Regions from separate parts of the Sus scrofa genome. Here regions 1, 2 and 3 are each linked to region 4. A link is a contact called in public HiChIP or PLAC-seq and promoter capture Hi-C data. All regions are on one chromosome and are shown on one strand. The core of a region is the stretch at or near the end of the contact, and the rest is flanking DNA. Distances in the headings are between cores, read along the strand shown. Region 1 holds the start of CNIH3 (protein cornichon homolog 3). Region 2 holds the start of H3F3A (H3 histone, family 3A). Region 3 holds the start of DEGS1 (delta 4-desaturase, sphingolipid 1). Region 4 holds the start of LBR (lamin-B receptor).

Region 1 (2,700 bases), core at 178-2,677, 660 kb before region 4:
TTCACCCTACTTAGGGACACAAGGCCATTTCAACTGTATTTGAAAATAAATGATTCACCAGCTCTGATGTCCCTTTTTTAGAGGCAATCACCTTCTTGGTCACACACTGGGATCTCAGACAAGTTCGCGGTAGGCCTCCTGTGTACCCACGTATACACACACACACACACACACACACACACACGGGCCTTTAAATGACATCAACATGGTATCTTTCTTCATTATTCCCATTAGATTTATTCAGCAGTCTCCTTCCAAATTATCCCAGCCCCTCAGTTCCCATAAACACTTGTAAGTGATTGTCTTTCCTGATTGGTAGTTGGCCTGGGTAGTCTGTCACGGTTAGGGGTGGGGAGGTGTCCCACAAAGATGCCTCTGAGATATACTTGAAAAACAAATCCTCCAAGGTTCATTATTTCCACCAGCTCTAATCCACCCCTCCCCCAACACATACAGAGACACACTCCCGCATCTGTCTTTATTGACAGACAATTAAGCGCTGAAGGTGTGCAGGGAGGGGTGAATCTTTGGGTTTCTACGCCCCCCAACCCCCAACTGCCTGTCTCCTCTCGCAATTTGTCAGGCTGATTGATTTTCTCTTATTTCCCTTCAGGTCGGCTCCTCCTCCCCGGTCAGCCCGTCTGAGCTGCGTCCTCCTGTGTCCTGGGCCCTGCGTGCCCAGCAGTAATTCTCCCGTTGCCTGAGCTCTTTCCAGCACCCCCTCCCCGCCAGCTTCCGTCCCTCGGTCCGTCCACACCGGCGGCCTGTAAGGGATACTTACTTGAGCCCTAAGCCATTCAAGTGCTGTCCTATTAGCCTAATGACATCCTCATCTGACTGGGAGAGCCGCTTCTTCTTCTTGAGGCTGCTGCCCAGTTCTGGGGTGGCCAGCGAAGAGGAGGCGGCGGTGGTGGCAGCGGCAGCTGCGACGGTGGCGGAGGCTGCGGCGGCGGCCCCGCCGGGGACCCCGTTATTGACATTCAGGCTGTTGCTATTGTTGCTGGCGGCGGAGGGGGCGGAAGGCAGGAGCCCATTGGCGTGGGCCAGGTCCCCCGCGGACGACGACGACGAGGGGGACGATTCCCCGTTCTGGGCCGACAGGCAGGCGAGTTCCTGGGTCTGTCCCTGGCCCCCGCCGCCCCCTCCTCCGACGCCGCCGCCGCCGCCTCCTCCTCCTCCTCCTGCCCCGTTGGCCTGCATGATGCTGCCGCTGACCAGGCTGTGGCCGCTACTCCGGTGGGCGACGGCAGCGGCGGCGGAAGGGGCAGCAGCCGGGGGGAGGCCCACCACTACCACCACGGAGGAGGAGGAGGAGGAGGACGACGACGACGAGGACGAGGACGACGAGGACGGAGGGGAGAGGCCTGCTCTGCCTGCCGAGGCCCCGGGCTCTCCTGCTCCCTCCGCCGCCGAGGCTCGGGGTTTCTTCCGCGGGGGCGGGGAGGCTCCGCCGGTGTCCGAGTCGGAGGAGGAGGAAGCGGAGGCCAGAGTTTCCTCGCCGAGAGAGGCCGTGGTGGGAAGCCGGTGGGGCGAGGAGGGGGAGGGGAGGCGGGGGCCGGGGAGAGGGTCGGGGTGAGGGGGGCCGGGAGGCGGGGAGGGGGTCAGGGTAAGGGGTGAGAGGAGGGGGAGGAGGAGGGGGAGAAGGAGGATCCGGGCCCTTTCCCCCCCCCTCCCGGAGGCAGCTCGGGGTGCGCGGCCCGGGGGTCGGGCCGGGGGGCGCCGCGGGGCGGCTGCGGGGGCGCGGGGCCCGCCGCTGGGCTGAGCCCCGGCGGTGGCGGCGGCGGCGGCGGGCGGCAGCGGAGGCAGCTGCCGCCTCTGTCCTCGGGTCCGCTCCGCTCTGCTCCCTGGTGTGTTGATTCTTCCCCCAGCTGCTGCCTAATGGAGTCCAGGCGCTCGCGTCACAGGAAATGCCTATACTGCCCTCCTCACTCACTTCCGGTGGCAGGTATGGAACCTATAGGGGGCCTGTCACCCGGCACGTGCGCCGGGGGCCGGCGGGGCGGGAGGGGAGGGAGGCCGGCGGGCCGGCGGGGGCCGACCCCGACCCGGACCCCGACCCGCCCTGCCCCGGGGCCCGGGCCTGGCCTGGCCTGCCGGCCTTGCCCCCGGCGCCCTGGCGGGGCTGCCCGGGCCGGGAGTAAGTTGGTAACCGCCGTCCGAGGCCGGGCGTGCACAGCAGGGCCGCGTGTGCGAGAGTGTGCGTGTGTGCCCTGGAGTGACCTAGAAACGTCAGGTGTGCGGAGGGACTGCAGATTCTCCATCCCCGGCCGAAGACCGGGGGCGAGCAGGTGGTGCGGTTTTGTCACGAGAACTTCCAGGCACAGGGCTGCGGCAGCCCCTGTCGACTCACTTAATGGTAACCAGGACTGGCCAGCTCTTCATTTCGGTGTGGAAAACTGGAATTTCCACGGCCCAAATGCTTGCGCCCGGGCCGTCTCGGGAGGTTTGAGATGACGAGCCTACGAGACTCTGTGCTCCACCCCGGGAAGGTGGAAAAATGGATAAAAGCTGTGTGTGATGGAGACCAGGAGTCACAAAACGGCTGTGGGTGTAGAGAGGCGGGGAGGGACTGTGCCGAGGGCCTTGCACTCGTTTTTAGCTCGTGCCCAGCACCTCCTTCTCCTTTCCAGTTGCCTCTTGAGTCACTGCCCGGTTTAGGCAGCAATAATAGAGACCAAGCAGTTGCGTCCAAAGCAGGCA
Region 2 (2,700 bases), core at 126-2,625, 520 kb after region 4:
ATGCCCTCCATCTATGAAATTTATCTTTCACTATCCTATGGGATGTCAGCATGACACTTCTATTGAAAACCTTCACACATAGTTGCAAAGTGTTGTCAATACCAACTAGGGACCGTGCAGATATTCTGAGTCCAATGAACTAACAACATGGATAACTTGAAACGGTAAGTCTGTTTCCTACGCTACTGAGAATGGAAAAATATAATCATCCCCAAACCACGTTTTCCTTATTTCTGCCGGTTTTCTACCGCATGTAAACTATGCAGAAGCCGCTGACAATGTTTGATTTGGCAATTCTACCTAACATTTCATCGTTAAAAGGCCCAACAGGCTAGTAGGACACTCGGCCAGAACCGGAGTCAGGCCCTGGTGCAGTTAGCTGTGTATTCCATACATTGTTTTAGAGGCTTACAAAATACAGCCATCTTGCATCAGGCATCCCGGCCCAGGAAGGAGGCGAGCCCCGTCCCCTCCGAGATGCTACCTGCGAAGAGTCGGGCGTCCTAGGTGGCAGAGCCCGTGCGCGCAGCCCGCAGCCCGCACCGCGGGGCCCGCCTCCGTCCCCGGGCCAGTGTCTTGAGTGAATAAAGTTGTCTGAGGGCGAGCCAGCGGCACCTGGCCCGAAGCGAGGGCACGAAGACGGCCGGCCCACAGCCCTGCCAGCCGCTAGAGCCGCCCCCTCCGAAAGTGGGCGCAAGACGGGAGGCTTCTATTTGCAAGCTTCCTTTTGGGTAGTGTTTTCAACTGGGCCGCGGCGACCCGGCCCGCCGTGGCCTCCTCCCCGCCCCCACGCCGCCCGGGGTGCCTCGGGGACGCGCGCCGGGGCCCGCGCCGGAGCGGGGCGCCCCCTCCTTCGCCCTCCCCGCTGCGGCCCGAGACGCCCGCAGGTCGGGCGTTCACCCGCCGAGCCTCGGCCGGCCCGCCCCACCCCCTCACTTCCCCTCGGCGCCCCAAACCCGGGCTTCCAGAGTTCGATGACGTGTGCGCACGGAGCGGGGTGGGAGTGCGGAGCAGGGGAGCGGGAGTCAAAACTGGGGCGGGCGGGCAGCCGTCTCGGCGGGAGCGACGGCCCTTCGGCGTGTCTTTTGTGTTTGTACACACACGGCGCGAGGCTGCCGGGAGGAGGGAGCGGGCGGCGCGCGGGGGAGGGGCGAGCGCGCGCCAGCGAACGGGAGCGCGGGGGGAGGGGCGGGGGCGGGGCGCGAGCAAGGGGCGGGGGGCGGGGCCGAGCCTTCCCTCCATTGTGTGTGATTGGTTGGCGCGCGGCGCGGGGGCGGGGCGGCGTGTGTTGGGGGATAGCCTCGGTGTCAGCCATCTTTCAATTGTGTTCGCAGCCGCCGCCGCGCCGCCGTCGCTCGCCAACGCCAGCGCCGCCTCTAGCTCGCCGAGCTCCAGCCGAAGGAGAAGGGGGGTAAGTTTCCCCGTTTGCCCGCTTCCCCGGAACCGAGCCCCGCTTGCCGTCAGCCCCGGGCCGGGCCCCGGCGGTGCGGAAGGGGGGCCCCACGGTCCCTCCTGCTTGGCCCACAAACTTTTTGGCCCAGAAATGGAGAGGAGCGAGTTTCCCTCTCCCCTCAGGCGGCGGCGGCTCCGGCGGCTCCCCCGTCTCTCGCCGCCTCAGCCCAACAGCAGCAACCGCCGCGTCGCCGAGCCTGCTCTCCCTCCTCCCCGCGCCCCTGGCTCCTCTTTCTTCGGTGAAATCCCGCCCGGCGCCCCTTCCCGGGACCCCAGACCTTCACCATGACCCGCGCGGGCCTCTTAACTACAGCCCCCGGGCCCCGGCCCCCAGTTTTCGGGCGGGAAAAGGGTGGAAATTGCCGCTGCTTCCCACCCTGGGGTAACTCGCTTTTTGCTGCCTCCCCACAGTTGTTGCTAAGCTTCACCATCTTGTCTCTCTTCTCTGGTCACCGACCATATTTTTTCCCCCGTTTCTCTCTTCCCCATTTCAAAAAAGGAGGACAATTTTTAAAAGAGAAACATGTTTTTCTCCTTTTTTAGAGAAGCGGAAACTTGATGCATTTGAAATGCAAAAAAAAAAAACTTTTGCATTTTGGAGGGCGGCACGTGGCAGGGGATCGGGGTATTTTCAAGCGTTTTGGTGTTTTGTCTCTTTGGTAGGGAATCGGATACGTTTTGCGATTGTTTCCATTTTGTTCGGGTCTGGGAGCTCAGTTTGGCTGCGCGAGACGCTGGGAGCGAGACGGGCAGGCTGGGGGACCCTGTGCCGAGGGGCCGGTGGAGGCGAAACCAAAAGTTTATGTCGTGCTTGGGGTGGACCGGTCGGTCGCTCTCGTGCGTTAATTAAAGCCTGGGTGCGGGGCACTTGTTTTTATTTCATTGCGAAGCCTCGGAGGACTGGACGGCGAGGACGGGGCTTTGTAGAATGCTCGCTTGGTGGTAGCTGTTGTTCCCCTCTTGTTTTTGGAGACGCCTTTTTGTCAACAGAACTGTAGAGATGCAAAATCAGGAATGTTTTCTGATATTTACAGCAGTCTATCAACTGCCAGACGTAAAGGGGGGGGCAGCGCGGGGGGGGCTAAAACCTTTTTTGCTGTAATTTGACGCGACCTTTCTGTGGTTTGTGGCTTCATTATTTTGACTTATTCGTTGATCGGATGTTTACAGACATTTCTAATTTCTACTTTAATTAAAGAAATTGAAGCGAAGGCAGATAGGGGTCTTTTTGTTTTGCCATTTATCGCT
Region 3 (2,700 bases), core at 69-2,568, 860 kb before region 4:
ATAACATTGAGGAAAGGAAATCTTCCTCAAAAGAATATATCATGGCGTTCCCGTCGTGGTGCAGTGGTTAACGAGTCTGACTAGGAACCATGAGGTTGCAGGTTTGATCCCTGGCCTTGCTCAGTGGGTTAAGGATCCAGCGTTGCTGTGAGCTGTGGTGTAAGTTGAAAATGCAGCTTGGATCTGGCATTGCTGTGGCTGTGGTGAAGGCCGGTGGCTACAGCTCGGATTAGACCCCTAGCCTGGGAACCTCCATATGTTGTGGGAGCGGCCCTAGAAAAGGCAAAAGGACAAAAAAAAAAAAAAAAAAAAAAAAAAAAAAACCGAAACCCAAAACAAAACAAAAAAACTTGACAATTTGAATCACAATCTAAATAAGATCAATAGGTGTTCCCTCGTGGCTCAGCGGTCCAGGATGGTCACTGCTGTGACTCTGGTTACAGCTGTGGTGCGGGTTCCAACCCTGGCCGGGTAACTTCCACTGACAGAGGCAAAAAAACAAAAACAAGAACGAAAAACCAATACATTGCAATTTCCTCTTTTCCTTGTTTCTTTTGCATTTTACTTATTAAAGTACCCAGTACGTTGTCCCATATTTAAGGTCTTGCGATTCCATAGCTGTGGTGTAGCATAACATTCTCCTCTGTTCCATTTTCTACTCATTACAGTTGTATCTCGGGGCTTGCGGGTTCGTGCCGTTCGCTTACTCTGCGGCACACTCTGTTGGTTATCGTCCTTTTTGTCATCTTAGTCAAAGTTTCTTTTTTAATGGAGAAGTGGTAACTTATTTTGAAACAAAACGTCCCCTCCTTCAGGAAGAGGTGGTGGTTCGGACCGCTTCTGTGACAGATGTAAGGTTGAGCAATCACCTTGTAAGAGCAATAGAATAATTCAGGCGAAACAAATTCCTCCTCATTTTTCACTCTCAACAGCAGTGATTTCCTTTCTCTTTATTAGCTTTTAATAGCCACACACTCCGCATTTTTCCCCGTGAGGTATTATTTCCAGTAGGCGGCCAAAAATAAACAAAACTTGGGCTAGATGCCATTCATTAATGACCAAGGATCCTCGTGATGGAGCTCCGGCCTTCCCCGGAGGCGTTAAAGCGCAATCTGTAACTTAAGACCTTTTTCACCTTTTCCCCGGGCTCGGGCACCGGCACCTGGCAGGATAGGCCGCAGGGAACCGGGACTCGCAGGAACACTCTGCGTGGGCTTCGCCCGCCCCGCCGCGCTCCCCCTGGGGGCGTGGGGCGGGGGCGGGGCCTCTGGACTCCGCCCCGGCCTCCTTCTCCTCCGTGGCTCCGCCCTCCGCCGGCTGACACGAGTCGGGAGCTGCCGCCGCTGCCGTCGCCGCTTTCGCCTTCACCTCGGAGATCGAGAGCGGGGAGCAGGCTCGCGAGCCGCCGCCGCCTCCGTCGCCGCCATGGGGAACCGAGTTGCGCGGGAAGACTTCGAGTGGGTCTACACTGACCAGCCCCACGCCAGTCGGCGCCAGGAGATCCTGGGTGAGGTCTGGGCCTGCGCCCCGTTATGTGCGCGCGCGCGGCCTCCCGCCTCCAGGACGCGCCCTCCGTGAGCAGCCCCTGAACGCCCGAGGCCCGTTAAGAGCCGGCTCCTGCCGCGTCCAGCCGCCGCCCGGGCAGGTTGGCCGCGCCGCGGCGCGGGAAAGGCCAGGGTAGGCTCAGGCCCGAGCTCCCGGGCTCGGGCTCGGGCTCGGGCTCGGGCCCGGGGCGGGAGGGAAGGAGCCCCGCGCGTCCCCGGCCCTTCGGCGGAGAGCTCAGGCGCGCCCTCGAGCGCGGGCGTCCGGTCCCGACCTGGGTTTGCTTAGAGCCGGGTCCCCCGAGCGCCTTGATTCCTATGCCGCTGGTGGGTGCCGTTTCCTCTCCCTCCTCACCCTCCTCCACCTCTGCCGACCCGGCCTGGCCGAAGCCAGCCAGCGAGCTTGCGCCAGGCAGGGCGTGGCCCGCCAGCATCTTGGGGCCCACGCGCTGGGCGCGCTGACGTTGGCAAGACGCGGACAGGCGATCCTGGCAAGAGCTGCTTGCGGTCTTGGGCCCGGGGAGGGGTCGGGTGGTACCCGACTGGTGTGACCCCGCGGTGAGCGTTCCAGGATCTGGGTCCTGCTATGATCAGGCCGCTCTCATCCTCACAGCAAGAAGGGGTGCAAAAAGGGCAGTTTCATATATATTTTTTCATCCATCCCAGTTCTGTAGATGAAAGTCTGAAGTATGGAAGACTTGCCAAGATTAGCCTTCTCGACCCCTAACTGCTAACTTAGGGCCTTTACATCAGGTTAACTAGGCCTCTAGAGGTGTAAGGCGCTCAGCTATTTGCAGCTTCTGTACTGCACAGAGAATTCTCTCCTTTCTCCCAGGGTACTTTTAATGATATGGTAGGCATTGTGTTGAGTGCTTTACAAACATTACCCAATTTAATCCTCCCAATGAGGAGGATTCTCCCTATTTCAAAGATGAGGTAAGGGCGAATAAGTAAATGTTAGAGGGAATTCTGATGTGGGTTAGATTGCGTCCAAAGCAGATGCTTTTAACCTCTTGGCTGTTGTTTCAAAAATCAGGAGAGTAGTGGGTGGCAAGTTGAATAGGAGGAACTCTTTCTCATACACAGTATTCCCCTAGTTTTTCTTCTCCATTTGTGCAGTGAAAAGAAAAAGCGAGCCCCTGATTTTTTTTTCTGGGGT
Region 4 (2,700 bases), core at 168-2,667:
CAAAACCCCAACAAGAACACCTGGCCTAGCTCCTGCCCTGCCGCACGATGCAGAAGAAACACCACCATCCTGGCTGCAGAGGCAGAATGGCCTGACATTTCCCCTAAGAAATGTAAAGAACTGAAGGTCCCGATAACTCCCCTCTGCTCACTTTTCCCTCCTCCCTTAACAGCTCTCAGAAACTGAACTTAAACTGGACTTGCTTCCCAGTCTAAATTAGCGGCCGCACGCCCGCGCGCGCGCGCACACACACACACCCCATCCTTTCCTCCAGAGCAGTTGCTACAAGTGTAATTACAGATTGGCACGTGTTTATTTGCAAGGTCCCTGAGGGCTGGGATCAGGAATGTGGGTCTAGCTGAGCTCTGGCCAGGTGCATGCCCGGCACCGGGCAGCGGAGCCCTCGCTCCCGTCTGAACCCTTGCATCGCTGTCCAAAGTATCTACTGGGTCGTTCTGAGGATCCCCAGCGACACTCCGCGCAGTCATTTTGGTGAACCGCCTGGAACCAGGCCCTCCGCAATCAAGTGCTTACTATGTGTCCCTTGCGAATGACGGAAGGTATCACTACGAAGAATTTCTTCTTAGGCCTTAAAAAAGGTGGGAAAAATAAGATCGAGCTTTAGCAGAAGCCCGCAAACCTGCCTAACGATTCGGCTTTCGAGCGTGCGGAAACACCCGGCGAGGGAATGCAACACACGCAGCCAGCACTGCAGAGTCACCAAACCGAGAGCCACGACCCTCAAGGCCAGTGACAACCAGCGCGCATTCAAGTCAGCTTTGCAACCCCACTTCCCTGTCCGCCAGGCTGCCGCGCCTTTCTCTGCCTCCCCACCAGCTGGGCCCACTAAGCCACCCCCTCATCTGTCAAAAAAGGCGCTCGGAGCGGGCTTGGGAGGGCGGGCGCTGCAGGGCGGGGACAAAGAGGCCGGGGAGGGTCCCCCACCCACACATCCTCCCCAGTCAACATCAGTTTACACCGACGCGGCGCGTCCAAAATGGAGGGAAACGTCGGCAATTTAAAACCGCAGCTCCATTTCCGCAGCTGGCCCGGCCGGGCGCAGCACTAGCCTCGCCAGCAGCGGCCGGGACGGACCCGGAGAAGGGGAGGGCGAGGCCGCGGGGCCAGGCCGGGTGTCCAGGTACCCCGGCCCACCAGCCGCGCCCGCCCCGTTGGCCTCCGCCCGGCCCCTGGGAGACCGCCCCGCGGGAAGCGGGATTGGGTTCCCGGCGCTCACCTGCTCCAGGCTCCGGCGAGAACACGAACGGCTCCGGGAGAATTGCGGAGCAGCAACCTGGCGGCGGTTCCGCGCGCGCGACACTGCCCTCTCTCGCGCTCTCGCGCCCCGCGGTCCCGCGGCCCGGGCGCGCGCCTTCCCGGCCCGGCCCTCTCTTCGCCCCGCCCCTCCATCCGGGCCTCCCCAAGCTCCTATTGGCCCCTTGGCCTTTTGAATCGCGCCCAGTGCTACCGATTGGTCGTATGGTGTGGCGCGTCTGCCCCGCCCCGCCCCGCCCCGCCCCTCGGCAAGGCCAGTGATGCGGGGAGCTCGGCCAGGAGGGTCCGCTTCTGATGCGGCCCAAAGACTGTATTTTCCGGGCCTTATCTCCATCGCCCAGACAATTTTGCAGCCCGCGGACCGCTGGCGCTCCCCGCCCTTTTCCTCCCCGCACTTGCCCCAGTTGCCTGGCGATGCTCAGCAGGGATATTGGTGTGCGAGGTGGCTTGGCGAAAGAGATAATAAAAAGCTATAAAGAAAATAAATTTGCATAGTGATTACTAAAATCAACTGACTGAGACCGAAAGTACATCTTGCTAAAACACTATTAGTATTCAAAAAAAAAGCACTCCAGAAACTTCCTGGCAAGTAGTGTCTCGGAAGGCGATCTGGGGCTCCTTTGTCTTGATGATGGCTGCCTCTGGGCAGACACTGATCTGGACGGTGCATGGGGGCCGTGGGGTCAGTGGGTGGAAGAGGGGTTGGTAAAGAATGTCCAGGTGTTCCCTACAACTCACAGCGTTCCTAGGAAGACTGCCTTGAGAAGGAGTTTCGACAGTAAGGGGAGGTCCTGCAGAGATACGGTAGAAAATATTCAACGTGCAGCCTGGAACAGAAAATTCTGTGCCTCACGCACTGAGATACCCTCTTGACCTACATCCCACAAGCCTGGTTCTACGCGGCCTCCAAGATGCTGAATCATTATATTGTTACCTCCGAATCTGTTATGGATCCTAAACTTTGTTTTTTTCTCTCTCCAACTTATCATTATTGGTTAGTTGGTTTCCTTCCTTTGAGGTCAGGAGTTTAAAGCAGTCCATTGAGGTTCCCCATTTTGCAGTGTGGTTTTAATCAAAGTAATTCTTAGCCCAACTACTAGGTTAATCTAACTTACTAGGTAAATTTAAGTGAATTTTTGAAGAACTATCCTTTAAATTATAATGATAAATAGGCTTTACCATTTATGGCCCAGCTTCATGCGTAAGGGCTCTCATTTCTCATGGTTATAACGTCAAAACACCCAGGTTTACTACTACAGAAAGAAAGAAAAAAAAGATAATACATTGAGATTTCTCCATCATTCACATCCAACGTGAATGAGTTCATCAGAGTCTTTCCTGAGAACAATTTCTGACATTGAACTGTCACTGTCATAAAATTTGCCATGGAAATCTGAGCTACAGACATGTACACTGCACTTCAAA

What was found. Promoter capture Hi-C pulls out the DNA fragments that hold promoters and counts their contacts. HiChIP or PLAC-seq counts read pairs in DNA pulled down with a chosen protein or histone mark.
Region 1: a promoter capture Hi-C map of fetal liver shows a contact between it and region 4, with 5 times the contacts expected there. The contact joins the promoter of CNIH3 here to the promoter of LBR in region 4. A contact is called at or near these places in 1 of 5 promoter capture datasets (fetal liver) and 1 of 2 datasets of contacts at active chromatin or transcription factors (alveolar macrophages).
Region 2: an H3K27ac HiChIP or PLAC-seq map of skeletal muscle shows a contact between it and region 4, with 3 times the contacts expected there. The contact joins the promoter of H3F3A here to the promoter of LBR in region 4. A contact is called at or near these places in 2 of 2 datasets of contacts at active chromatin or transcription factors (alveolar macrophages and skeletal muscle).
Region 3: a contact with region 4 is called in a promoter capture Hi-C map of fetal liver, with 4 times the contacts expected there. The contact joins the promoter of DEGS1 here to the promoter of LBR in region 4. A contact is called at or near these places in 1 of 5 promoter capture datasets (fetal liver), 1 of 47 Hi-C or Micro-C datasets (liver) and 1 of 2 datasets of contacts at active chromatin or transcription factors (alveolar macrophages).

What each region holds. Positions count from the first base shown.
Region 1 is chr10:12,754,839-12,757,538 of Sscrofa11.1, forward strand. CNIH3 (protein cornichon homolog 3) reads left to right here and starts at 1,428. Exons shown (of 10, transcript XM_021064387.1): 1 at 1,428-1,513; 2 at 1,869-1,945. The coding sequence starts at 1,908. WDR26 (WD repeat-containing protein 26) reads right to left here and starts at 1,875. Exons shown (of 14, transcript XM_005667934.3): 1 at 782-1,875. The coding sequence starts at 1,200.
Region 2 is chr10:13,938,563-13,941,262 of Sscrofa11.1, forward strand. It overlaps H3F3A (H3 histone, family 3A), which reads left to right and starts at 1,376. Exons shown (of 4, transcript NM_213930.1): 1 at 1,376-1,411.
Region 3 is chr10:12,556,447-12,559,146 of Sscrofa11.1, forward strand. It overlaps DEGS1 (delta 4-desaturase, sphingolipid 1), which reads left to right and starts at 1,319. Exons shown (of 3, transcript NM_001244121.1): 1 at 1,319-1,507. The coding sequence starts at 1,426. LOC110255640 (a long non-coding RNA gene) reads right to left here and starts at 1,219. Exons shown (of 3, transcript XR_002336219.1): 1 at 1,136-1,219.
Region 4 is chr10:13,415,414-13,418,113 of Sscrofa11.1, forward strand. LBR (lamin-B receptor) reads right to left here and starts at 1,418. Exons shown (of 14, transcript XM_021064388.1): 1 at 1,238-1,418.